Regions from separate parts of the Mus musculus genome. Here regions 1 and 2 are each linked to region 3. Evidence: chromatin contacts called from public HiChIP or PLAC-seq data. All regions are on one chromosome and are shown on one strand. Each heading gives the region's core, a stretch centred on a gene start, on an enhancer-like site or on the middle of the called end of the contact. The rest is flanking DNA. Distances are from core to core; before and after follow the strand shown.

What was found. HiChIP or PLAC-seq counts read pairs in DNA pulled down with a chosen protein or histone mark.
Region 1: an H3K27ac HiChIP or PLAC-seq map of embryonic stem cells shows a contact between it and region 3, with 5 read pairs. The contact joins two enhancer-like sites. A contact is called at or near these places in 1 of 39 promoter capture datasets (pre-B cells), 1 of 484 Hi-C or Micro-C datasets (embryonic stem cells), 2 of 115 datasets of contacts at active chromatin or transcription factors (embryonic stem cells and memory CD8 T cells) and 2 of 9 other capture datasets (adipose tissue and liver).
Region 2: a contact with region 3 is called in an H3K27ac HiChIP or PLAC-seq map of embryonic stem cells, with 5 read pairs. The contact joins two enhancer-like sites. A contact is called at or near these places in 1 of 39 promoter capture datasets (neutrophils), 1 of 484 Hi-C or Micro-C datasets (nephron progenitors) and 5 of 115 datasets of contacts at active chromatin or transcription factors (bone marrow-derived macrophages and embryonic stem cells).

Annotation. Positions count from the first base shown.
Region 1 is chr10:63,420,572-63,424,515 of GRCm38.p6, forward strand. It overlaps the pseudogene Gm7075. Among named protein-coding and RNA genes, the nearest start is that of n-TStga3, 7.0 kb to the right of the region's middle. Within about 2 kb of position 1,545, at least 8 of the 459 cell types and tissues checked have an H3K27ac peak or open chromatin away from gene starts, as enhancers often do. A contact at or near this core is called in embryonic stem cells, where this site is marked.
Region 2 is chr10:63,363,743-63,368,349 of GRCm38.p6, forward strand. No RefSeq gene overlaps it. Among named protein-coding and RNA genes, the nearest start is that of Dnajc12, 21 kb to the right of the region's middle. Within about 2 kb of position 2,954, at least 14 of the 459 cell types and tissues checked have an H3K27ac peak or open chromatin away from gene starts, as enhancers often do. A contact at or near this core is called in embryonic stem cells, where this site is marked.
Region 3 is chr10:63,179,785-63,183,865 of GRCm38.p6, forward strand. The region is part of intron 2 of Mypn (myopalladin); the gene reads right to left. Among named protein-coding and RNA genes, the nearest start is that of Mypn, 22 kb to the right of the region's middle. Within about 2 kb of position 2,792, at least 6 of the 459 cell types and tissues checked have an H3K27ac peak or open chromatin away from gene starts, as enhancers often do. A contact at or near this core is called in embryonic stem cells, where this site is marked.

The DNA.
Region 1 (3,944 bases), core at 295-2,794, 240 kb after region 3:
CTTTGAACATTTCTTTTTTTTTTCTTCGAATTATTTAATTGATGAATTAGTTTAATGATTTTAAGAGTATATATCAAACTTTAATAACTCAAAGCACAATATTTTATTTATTAAAACACTGCATAATGAACTTCAGTGTTATACTAGTAAGCATTTTCCTACTAATATTTTGACTAAAACATACAATACAACCTTCGCAAAAACAGAAAACAGTTCTTTAGAACTAAGTGGTTGAACAGTCCAGGCTTCCTGGCCAAGTCAAAGATGGAGAAGTCAGGAGACAAAGCCGTTTACCTGACAGTTACACCGTATTTACCCTCTTCACCGAGTGCAGGTTAAAATCCTTATTCACAGTAAATGAAGACAGCAGGGTTGCCTCACTTGCCTCTCTCCCAACACAAAAATGATTTAGGAGGAGTCGGCTTTTCAATGCATTTTATTTGTTACTGTAACATTCATTTATCTATTTTTTTAACCCTCAAGCATAAACACAAACAATGTTCTTCTGTGAACCCAATGTTCCCACAGTCGTGGGTACTGACAGATAAACAAAGATCATTTTCTGGTGTTCTTGCTCTTCTATGCATACGTATCACACACACACCACAGAGGTAGGAAAGGCCATTTTTAACAAATTATTTTAATTGTAGAGAATTTCCCAAAACTAAACAGACAAATTAATAAAGCATGCCTTTGATGAGTCTCAAAGGCACACAGCATCCTCTCTCTCTCAAGGATGAATCCCCTGCAGTGTTTAGTCTTTGTCCAGTAACTTGATGGCAAGGTTGTCCAGGGTCAGCAACCACACCAGGAGCGCCTGGGCCACCTCTCATTTGCCGATTCTTTGGACCACCCAGTCCTGCTGGCACAGAGGGCAGCGATTATTCTGTTTCACCCACAGGGACATGCAACAGTTGTGGAAGGAATGGTTACACTCTCCCCAGACCACGACACAGTCCTTTTGCTTGTTTTCAGCTTGACATCGAAGACAGGCATCCATCACCTGGACCCTGCAGGTGGCACAGGTATCGCACTCAACGTCCCAGCTCCACATGGCTACCGCGTTCCACTTCTTGAGGGAGAACATCTTGTTGCCTCCCGACTTGGAGCCTGAGCTGGAGTGCGAAGAAAGGACGCAGGGTTCCTCGCCGTCCTCCACGTCGGCCATGACGGCGGCGCAGATCGGCGACGCGGACGTTGGGCGCAGAGGCAGGAGGTCTGAACATTTCTGTACAAGGTTATTTAATTTTTTTTTTTTTTTTTTTTTTTTTTTTTTTTTTTTAAAGACAGGGATCCTCTGTGTAGCCCTGGCTGTCCTGGAACTCACACTGTAGACCAGGGTGGTCTTGAACTCAAAGAGATCCACCTGGCTTCACGAGTGCTGGGACTAAAGGTGTGCACCGCCACGCACAGCAAGATGATTTAGTTTTTAAAAACAATTTTATGTGTATGAGTGTTTTGCCTGCGCATACGTATGTGCACTCTGTGCACGCCTGGTGCCCCTGGAGGTCAGAAGAGGGACTGCGATCTTCTGGGATTGGAGTTACAAATGGTTGTGAGCCACTGTGTGAGAGCTGGGAATGGAACCCAGGTTCTCTGCAAGAGTAATGAGTTCTCTTAACCACTGAGCCAACTCTCCAGCACCAAGATGATTTTAAAAAAGTATTTAAACATTTATTTTATTACTATTTTTTTTCAAGACAGGGTTCCTCCTGGTACCTCTGGCTGTCCTGGAATTCACTCTGTAGACTAGGTTGACCTTGAACTCAAGAGATCCTCTTTCCCCTGCCTCCTAAGTGCTGGGACTAAAGGTGTGCACCACACACCTTTTATGTGTCTTGTAAGTGTTGTCTGCACAGCAGTCATGCAGTGCCGGTGCTCACCAGAAGAGGGCATCAGATCCCCTGGAACTGGAGTTAACAAATGATTGCTGTCATGCTTATGGTGTGAGTTGAACCCTGGGTTCTCTGGAAGAGCAGCCAGTGGTCTTAACTGCTGAGTCATCTCTCTAGTTCCAGCCAAGACGAGAGAGAGAGAGAGAGAGAGAGAGAGAGAGAGAGAGAGAGAGAGAGAGAGAGAGAGAGAGAGAGAAAGAGAGAGAAAGAGAGAGAGAGTTTTTTCACTACAAAATACACACAGAGCCCCCCAAATAAAATTTCAGGTCATCTTTCCTCCAATAGCCACAAGATGGTGGCATTGGACTACCAGTAGCAGAAGGGTCTGCCCAGAAAGCCTTTGGTCTCATCTGCGAAACTGCAAAATGTCCAGATGGGAAGGTTGCTGAGCTGCCTTTCTATCTCTGCTGCGGGGTCCACTGAGGATCTTGTCCACAACAGGCATTTCATGAATAAAGCCTAGGGCCACGAAGAATCTGAAGCAATCTCTAATGATTCTGCAGATTGCTTGGGTCCACGCTCACGTCATTGCTGTTTGGGAGAGGAAAGAACTCTTCTGTTCAGAGGTGTGTGTGTGTGTGTGTGTGTGTGTGTGTTCAGCAGTCTGAGCCAGTTGTTATCTGTGGCCCAAGGTAGGATGAGGGTGGGCGTCTACATACACACCTTAGTGTGTGAAACAATGGGGTGAAGGGGGAGACTATTTCTGCAGCAGACGAACCTCTAAACAACTGCTGGACAAGTTTTCACTGTGCCTTTTCCTTCCCCACAGTAAGAACTGTAAGTCTGGTTTTCTGAGAGCTGGTCCGGTTCTGTAGCCCTGGTTGGCTTCAAACTCATCGAAATCGTTTGGCCCTGTTTTTCTTATGGCTGGTATCACAGGAGTGGACTCTTGTGACTGGTGATGTGTCTGTTTTGCGGACTCTGTTTACTGCTATGTCACTAGTGTCACTAGTGTATAAAAAGTTGTTGCACGCCGATCGCCCTTTCCCACTGGTCATGGTATTCCCAGGCATGCTTTTAGAGAATGAGTTCAGAAAAAACCTGCTGTGGAAAATATTATTTGGGGGTTTCTACCCCACCTTAGATTGTTTAGTTCCCAAGTAAAAATCACGAGAGAGAGAGAGAGAGAGAGAGAGAGAGAGAGAGAGTGCACACACACACACACACACACACACACACACACGCCTCAAAACTTTAGAACTGGGCAGATATCAGCCCTCTATGCTACCTTGTCTACTTCGTAGTAAATAACCGGAGATATCATTTGCCACGTTCTGCCTGGGTTGCTCTTATCCAACAGGCCAGCCCTCCTGATCTACCTAACCCTATGACCACTCCTTTCTTTTCCCCTTCCTCTGCTCCCTGGTCTCTCCCCAACCCAAAGCCCAGGAACCTCCCTCCACCACCATCTCTTTTACTCAGCCCAGGCTGTAGGCATCTTAATTAACCAATCAGGGATAACTTGGGCAACAAGGTTTAGATAGCAGTAGCCTGTGTCCGGAGGATCTGCTCATCTCAGAGCAAGCAGATAGAGGTACAGAATTCAGCATCTGAAAACAAGCAGCACCAGACCAACCCGACAGGAACCGTTTCCAGCTGACTCGCTTCCTAGCCCCATTTCTGCCGCTTCCTTGAATCTCCTTTCTTTCCTTCCTCTTGCTTTGTCTAATCTTGTTTCTTTTCTTTTCTTTCTTTTTTGTATGTGAGTACCCTGTAGCTGTCTTCAAACACTCCAGAAAAGGGCATCAGATCCCATTAGGATGGTTGTGAGCCACCATGTGGTTGCTGGGATTTGAACTCATGACCTCTGGAAGAACAGTCAGTGCTCTTAACCACTGAGCCATCACTTCCCTTCATCTCTCTCTCCTTCCTGCTCACTTTTCTTTCCTTCTCAAAATGTGTGATGTACTTTTTTCTAAATATATCTTTTTTTTGTTGTTGTTGTTGGCATACAAAATAACTGGTTAGTAGCTCTTTTCTTGTTGCTATGGTGAGATGCTATGACCAAAGGCAATTTATGGGAGAAAGAATTTATTTCTGTTTATCTGG
Region 2 (4,607 bases), core at 1,704-4,203, 180 kb after region 3:
CCACACAATTATTAATTTTTATTTTGTTTGTTCTTTGAGGCAGGGTCTCCCTGTGGTATCTCGTTTGGCCTGGAGCTTGATACATAGGCCAGGCTGGCCTTGCCTCTGTCTCCTAAATGCTAGACTAAAGGCAGGTGCTCTCATAGCACCTGGTGCTATTTGATTTCATTTAAAAATCCTTTTACTTTCTTTTTCTTGTCTTTCAGTTTTATTTTAGAAAAAGAGACATATTTAAAGAGCTGTAAAGAAGCAGAAGGAGCCGGGCAGGGTGGCACACGCCTTTGATCCCAGCACTTGGGAGGCAGAGGCAGATGGATTTCTGAGTTCGAAGCCAGCCTGATCTACAGAGTGAGTTCCAGGACAGCCAGGGCTGCACAGAGAAACCCTTTCTCCAAAAACCAAAAACCAAAAAAACAAAACAAAACAAAATAAAAAACACACAACAACAAAACAAAAAAAAGCACAAGGCCTGGTGTAACAGAGTTAGAGTGACCTGGGCTAGGCTGGCCCCAACTCTTCTCCCCTGTGTTGGTGTCCAGGGTTGTGTGCTACCATACCTGGCTTTTTTTCTTTCTCTTTTTCAAGACAGTGTTTCTCTGTGTAGTTCTGGCTGTCCTAGAGCTCACTCTATAGAGCAGGCTGGCCTCTGGCTCAGAGATCTGCCTGAGTGCTGAGATTAAAGGCAGGAACTAGCACTGCCCAGCTTTAAGAAATGTGTTTGTAGTGATTTGACTAGGTTTGCTTCCCAAAGATTCATGTGTTTGAATGCTTGGCCATAGGGAGCAGCACTGTTAGGAGGTGTGGCCTTGCTGGGGGAAGTGTGTCACTGTGAGGTGGACTGTAAGGTCTCCTGTGCTCAGGCTCTGCCCAGTGCAGAAGATAGTGTCCTTCTGGCTGCCTGCAGATCAAGATGTAGAACTCTCAGCTGCTTCTCCAGCATCATATCTGCCTGGATGCTGCCATGCTCCCACCATGATTATAATGGGCTGAACCTCTGAACCTGTAAGCCAGCCCCAATTAAATATTTGCCTTTATAAGAGTTGCCTTGGTCATGGTGTCTCTTCCCAGCAATGAAACCCTAACTAAGACAGGCTTAAAGTTTTGAATTATTTCAAAATCGATATTCAGTGAACATATACTAGTATTCTTACAAAACATGATCTCATCATTGTATGGTTCTCACTGTGTCCACAATGCCCAAGAGAAAAACAAAAAGCAATGATTTTTTTGGGCGGGGGGGTCGGGTTATTTATTTATTTATTTATTTTCCGAGACAGGATTTCTCTGTATAGCCCTGGCTGTCCTGGAACTCACTCTGTAGGCCAGGCTGGCCTTGAATGCAGAAATCTGCCTGCCTCTGCCTCCCAAGTGCTGGGATTAAAGGTATGCACCACCACTGCCTGGTTTAACAATAATATTTAATTAAATGTTTTGAGGTCCACTTATCTTGGATATTAAATACCTGGAGAGTCTACCTGGTGGCACTTGCTGGTAATCCTAGGACAGAGAGTTAGAGACCAGCCTAGGTACCCTAGCAAGTTCAAGACCACCTGGACTATAGAGATACCACATACATTCTGGGCTTGACTTATCTGGTATCCCTAGTCCATAGCAGAGAGCCTGGCCCTTCAACAGGTGGACAACAAACATTCTGATGATGTGTACTTCTTACACCTGGTGTATGTTGTAGTAGTAATATATTGTTTAAAGATTTATTTATTCTATGAAGTACACTGTAGCTGTTGTCAGGCACACCAGAAGAGGACGTCAGATCTGAACTCAGGACCTTCAGAAGAGCAGTCGTGCTGTTAAATACTGAGCCATCTCTCCAGCCTCGTTGCTGGGATTTTTTTTTTTTTTAAGACAGGATTTTTCTGTGTAGCCCTGGCTGTCCTAGAACTCACTCTGTAGACCAGGCTGGCCTCGAACTCAGAAATCCGCCTGCCTCTGCCTCCCAAGAGCTGGGATTAAAGGTGTGCGCCCCCCCCCCCCCCCCCAGCGGTTACTGGGATTTTGAACTCAGTCAGGACCTTTGGAAGAGCAGTCAGTGCTCTTAACCGCTGAGCCATCTTTCCAGCCCAATAGTAATATTTTTAATAAATCCTGGCGCGAGGTCCTTCCCACCTTAGACCATTTATGTTCCCAGATGAAAGACACACACACCGCCTTTATATTTTAATATGCCTTAAATAACACAATAGCCGGGCAACTGCCTAACTCTGAGTTACTACTTCTAATCTCTATGCTCCATCTTCGCTGCTCCTAATTCCAATTAGTCAGCCCTCTGGGCCACGTTTTCTTGGCCCGGAACCCAAGGCTCGCCTTGCTTCCCTACCCCATGGCTGCTCTTGTCTCTGTTCTGCACACTCCTGAGGCAGAGCGAGTCTCTCTTCTTCCCTCCTGCTTCCTCCAGGTCCCAAGCCCAGGAACCTTAAATCCTGCCTCTTCCTCTCTTCTCCCCAGCTATTGGCTGCTGGCATCTTTATTTACCAATCAGAATTAACTGGGGCAGTTTCCCAGAAGCTAGGAGTTACCCTCTCAAGTCAACTAACTTAGGGGACCCAAATTAGCATTAGAATACTAACGGCTACAGTACCAGTCAGTCCCAGAAAGATCCTGAACAAGGGAGACTAATGGAGAAGTGTGTGTGTCAAAACTTAAAACAGCTTTAACCAGCAAAACAATGGAAGGCTCAGCTGGCTTTGCCTTGCCTGGGATAGGAATACAGATCCAGCACACCTTTAACAAAATTTGGATTTTCAGTTTTCCTACTCACCAGTATAGCCTCAGGACAAAAGGAGGAGGAGACAAAGGGGCTCCTGCCCTACCCTCATTCATTCATTCATTCATTCATTCATTCACTCACTTATTCCCTTTCAGACCAAAGAGAGCTAGATGTGGAAGACACATCGTCACAGAGCCAATCATAAGGAGACCCAGGGCGCTACCGAGGGGCCGCGCACAGCACACCTCCCTTCACCACGCACCTCGAAACCTGGGGTGTAGAGTCTTGCTGCGGGAGGTGAAGAACTGTTTGATTCATGAGCAGCCACTGTAAAGACAGAAGGATGGACTCTCTGGATATGACGTGGCATGTAGTGATTTCCAACTTCAGCTCTTCATTAAAATCTGAAGCCCTGTTTCAGAAGGCTTAGAGGTTCTAGGGATGGGGTCTCCCGGGCTCACTATTTCAAGTGGCTTCACCGATTTCAGTGGAAGGCGAAGGATGCTTTTGGAAGTGGTTGGGATACCCACCTGTTGTTTTCCTGGCAAATGCTCATTGCCTTAAGAGAACTGTCGTACTCTGTTTTATCTGCCAAAGCGGTTTAAATCGCGAGTCCTCAAGGACATGGCGGGACAGTAGGTCAAACTGATGTTTGGAGTGTTTAGTACACAGAGGCTTGTGAAGGTTTCAGATTTCTTTGTTAATTGATACCACCCCCCCCACCCCCCACCCCCCCCACCCCCCTCCCGCCGCCGAACACTAACTCTGTAGGAACTAAGAAAGTGCTACCCAGCTGTGAGAGGCCACTGAACTGGCCCGTGCGCTTCCTGAAAACAGTGTTTGATGCCAAGGGATCCAAGGCCTCCTCATGGACACTGGTACCCATGAGGACGCTCCTAACTTCTTGACAACAATTTCTTTAACCTCAGTATTAGGTAATTTCAACTCTGAAAACTGCTTCCCTTAACTGCAATCAGAGTGGACTTTCTTGATTTTTGGTCAGAGTCTTGCTATGTTTCTCAGTCTGTTTTGGAACTTGCTGGGTAGCTGCGGGCTGACCTGAAACTTGTGACCCTTCTGTCTCAGCCTCCTGGGTGCTTAGAGTTTTGGCACGTATTACCATGTCTAAGCGAAAGTTATTTTTTAACACTGTGTGTGTGTTGGCGTGTTAACTTACAGACCATTCCATTAGACTCCTCTCAGGGACCTAGCAACAACTTAAGTCATCTGCGGCTGCTAGGTTATGGGCTGCCTATAAATGGACTGCCTACCACCCCAGCCCTTTCAGTTTCCCCGTTTTCTCTCTCTGTGTCTTTCTCTGTTCCCGGCATTCTCTCTTGACCTCTTCTTTCCTTCTCTGCCCTCATGGCTCTCTGTCTGCTTCCTGTCTGTCTGCCTGCCTGTCTACATGTCCACTTGTCTGCCTCTTCCCGTCTTCCCAGACCCTCACTCCTTTCCCTTCCCCCAGTAAACCCCCTTTATACCTGATCTGTTGCATGATGTAATTACTCAGGGGCCACACCTTGGCATGGGCCTTGCCATGTACCCCTTTGCCAAATTATATTTCATACATACACACACACACACACACACACACACACACACGATATTGGAGATAGGGTCTTATAGAATCAGCTAGCCTGGAATTCTGGAATTCACCAATGCTGGAACTAAAGGCATGTGCCAGCTCTGCCCTGTTCTCCAGCTCTTATTGATTGACTCAGGGCATTGCACATGCGAGGGAACTTCTCTACCACTGTGTTGGCCCTCTGCCCGTAGCACTTGACAGTTTTGTTTGTTCCCATACTGGGGACTGAACCAGTATGTTAGGAACACCCTACTGAGCTATATCCTCTGCCTTCATATCTGTCTCAATCAGTGC
Region 3 (4,081 bases), core at 1,542-4,041:
CTGCTGTGTTGGCTCCTGTATTCAGGATTGTGCTGGGTGCTCAGCCCAAGCAAAGAAAGTGGGAAGCCCTGACCCACACAGCTGCTTTAAATGTAGCCCCGAGGTTGATCACGCTGACTGCTAGTGTCCTCTTCTAGCCATTGGGTTTCTCCCCTCTGAATCTGGAGCATGCCCAGAAGCGTTCCTAAGACCTATCCCATTTTCTCTGAAATATGATTTGGATTTCGGTTTTCATTGTCAATCAGGGTTCATATTATTTAAGATGTCAGTGAATCTTTAGATTTTACAGGACCCTTCCGAGGCCTTTATTGTATAGTCTGTATACATTACTGTATATTCAGGAGGTTGGATTATTTATCTTAAAGAGGATGTCTCTAGTTTATAGATGCATCGAGACTCACAGAACTGGTATCTGTCTTCCATGTGGGATCTCTACCTTTTAGGGAATTGCTAGAAGTCTCAGATTTGAGGCTGGTGATGTAGTTTGATTGGTGAAGTCTTGCCTGATGTGCAAGAGGTTCTGGGTTGGGTCCCCAGCACCAAGAAACCAGATGTGGAGGCCCACAGTGGTGAGCCCAAAGTCTGGAGGGGGAGGTGGCAGAAACAGAAGCTCTGTAGCTTCAGAGTAAGTGTGAGGTGATCCTGAGATGGAAGAGATCCTGTCTCAGATCCCAGATGTTCTCTATGGTTTTTATTAGGTTTGGATAGGGGTTGGAAGGGAAGGCAGACACTTGTCCTCAATCTTCCATTTTGGTATGACAACCCCTGCCCCTTTCACTTTCTGTGGTGGTTTGAATATGCTTGGCCCAGGGAGTGGCACTATTAGGATGTTTGGCCTTGTTGGAGTAGGTGTGTCACTGTGGGCGTGGGCTTTAAGACCCTTTTTCTAGCTTCCTGGAAGACAGTATTCTACTAGCAGCCTTCAGATGAAGATGTAGAACTTTCAGCTCCTCTTGCACCATGCCTGCCTGGATGCTGCCATGCTCCTACTTTGATGATAATGGACTGAACCTCTGAACCTGTAAGCCAGCCCTAATTAAGTGTTGTCCTTATAAGAGTTGCCTTGGTCATGGTGTCTGTTCACAGCAGTAAAACCCTAACTAAGACACTTCTAATCTACCTGCTGTGCCTATTATCCTTTCAATTCTCCCGAGGTCACACTACTATTAAGTTAAATACCTATTTGCATTAATATTTATAATTTAACGATAATATAAATAAGTTAATAATATCTAACTCATGCTACCGAGGTTTTCACCTTATTTGCCTCTAATTTGCATTCAGTGTAGCCCACAATTTATTCCATCTTTCTCAAAAGAGTTTTACTTATCAAATTTCCAGACAGGTCTATGTAGCTCAGGCTGGCTTCAAACTCTAAATCCTCCTGCCTCAGATTCCAGAGTGCCCTGCCCAGTTTAACTATTCCTTCTTAGAGCAACTCCTCTTTTCTATGTTGGTCCCTATTTTTCTCTTACCATTTGGGATGCATTTTCCCAGTGTACCCTGCAGAGAGAACATCTTGTGTGTTGTATGGATGCATCACTTGTCAATTAAAAAAAAAAAAAACAAAACCTTATGGCCTATAGGAGAGACATCTGGTAGAGAGAAAGGATTCTGGGAGAGAGCCAGGCACAGAGAGATTGGCCCCAGAACATGAAGGAGGATAGATGCACTGAACTTGGGCAGAGGTAACTAGCCATGTGGCAAAACTTAGATGGGAATAAATGGGTTATTAAGTTGTTATCTAATTGGGGAACCAGCTGAGGCTATCTGGCCAACGTATTTGTTTATATATTTTAGGCTATCTGGCCAAGGTATTTGTTTATATATTTTGAGTCTCATAGTCATTATTTCGGGAGCTTGGGGCCAGGAGGAAAAACACTCATGAAAAACTGGTTTTCTTATTGACCCAAAATTTGTATATTGGTATTTCTTTACAACACTGACTAGATAGGGATGATATGATAATAATGATGAAGAGAGTAGCCCCTAACTTAGATTGGAGGCCCCTACCAGTCATAAAGAGGCAAACCACAGAGAGTTCCAAGGTTGACTCCCTGGCATGGATTAAGCATCACCCTTGGGGTTTGGGGCAATTCTTTTGTGACAGAAGTAGGAGAGGGAAAACTGAAGTTGATTTTGTACTTGAACAAAAAATGCAAAAGTTCTAAACCAAATGCCAATAAACCGGATCCAGAAACATATCAAAAAGATAATAGATTGTGACCAGGATATATTTATCTCTTGTTTGTTTGTTTGTTTGTTTGTTTGTTTTTGAGACAGAGTTTCTCTGTATAGCCTTGGCTGTCCTGGAACTCACTCTGTAGACCAGGCTGGCCTCGAACTCAGAAATTCGCCTGCCTCTGCCTCCCAAGTGCTGGGATTAAAGATGTGTGTCACCACAGCCCGGCTAGGATATGTTTATCTCAAAAAAAAAAAAAAACCCAAAAACTGAGTTTCTCTTAATATTATAAAGCCCGTATTCTTTGCTATGTTAACAGGAATGATGCTGGAAGAAATCGATGATCTCCATAGGAGAAAAAAACCTTTAAATTCTCTCTTACTATTTTTTTTTTAAACTTAGGCTTGGACAATGATTCAGCAGATGAAGTGCTTTCTGTGTAAGTAGGAGAGACAGAGTCTAGCTCTCCAACAATGATGTGGTGGGTGGAGAGAACCCACTCCTGCTGTTCGTCCTCTGACCTTCCTGTGCACACTGAGACACATACTGAAAAGATCAGCATAGGGACTTTGGGCAGGTCATGAAACACTCACCCCTTGGGAAGGGAGAGGCTAATTAGCATTTCTCAGACCGCTGGGTGGGAGCAGACCTGCAGGTGGGGGCACATTCCCCAGGGCTGATCATTGCTCACTTTCAGACAATTTCCTTGTCACCTCATTCCCTAGAGACCAATCAGTTTAAAGGGCTCACTGTTCTGCCAATAGTATTGTGCCTAGTTGCTGATGCTCTGTTCTGCCCCTGGAAACCATATAAAAACTCACTGAACAGGTGCTGGGGGTCGCCACCTCTCTTTTGGGTCTAGGACGACCCCAGTGCACTGGAACAATAAACACTTCTTGCTTTTTGCATCGATCCCGGCTCCTGTGGTTCACTCACCTGGTCCCTGGTAAGCCAAGGCTCCCCGAGTCTTAAAATACCACACATGTGTGTGCATGTATGTGTGCACACATATGAGGGAAGAATACAAGCCAGGGTCAATGAAGCACACCTGCAACCCCAAACACTGTAGGAGGCTGGAAGTCAGAAGGCAGATTCCCAGAGGCTCTCTGGCTAGCCAGTTTAGGCAAGACAGTGAGTTCCAGGTCTGTCAGGACATCCTCCTTGTTTCAAAGAATAATGTGGAGAGCAGCTGAAGAAACAACTCTCTCCTCTACATGAGCATTCATGGATGAATATCCCTGCACACACACACACACTCATACACACATACTCAAACACACACACATGCACACACATAAACACACACACACACACACACACACACACACACACACACACTCTACATTGCTCTCTTACCCATACACCCAAATTAAGTTTTCTTCTCTTTTTTAAACACAAGCTCTAGTCCCCGTGCTGGCCTGAAACTCCTGCCTTTACCTCAAAAGCACTGGGATTATAGGCATGTGCCATGATGCCTGACTGGATTTTTAAATAAGAAACTTCCTAGAGGAGAGGATGTTTAACAAAATCCCACATAATGTTAAAGGGTAGAAATCGATCTTGTTAAGGTCAGAAATAAGATCAGGACCAGTGGGAACTGCAAAGCCTAAAACCAAACACAAACAAAACAAATTTGCTACAGGACGCCTTAGGAAATAGAAAAATCCACCATGTTTGTGGCTATTAACACCCATTATTATTAAACAAATAAATAAAAAATTTAATATGATCAACTAAATAATATGCGGCAGAGCTTCATACCCACTCCATTAGTTAAACTGGTAATGCCAATATTGGCCATGATACAGAGTCACCAAAACCCTTGCATTATCTCCGTGAGACCAAAAGTCAGAACAATTCTTTGGGAAGACAATTTGCTACTTTTATGAGGTTGATGTT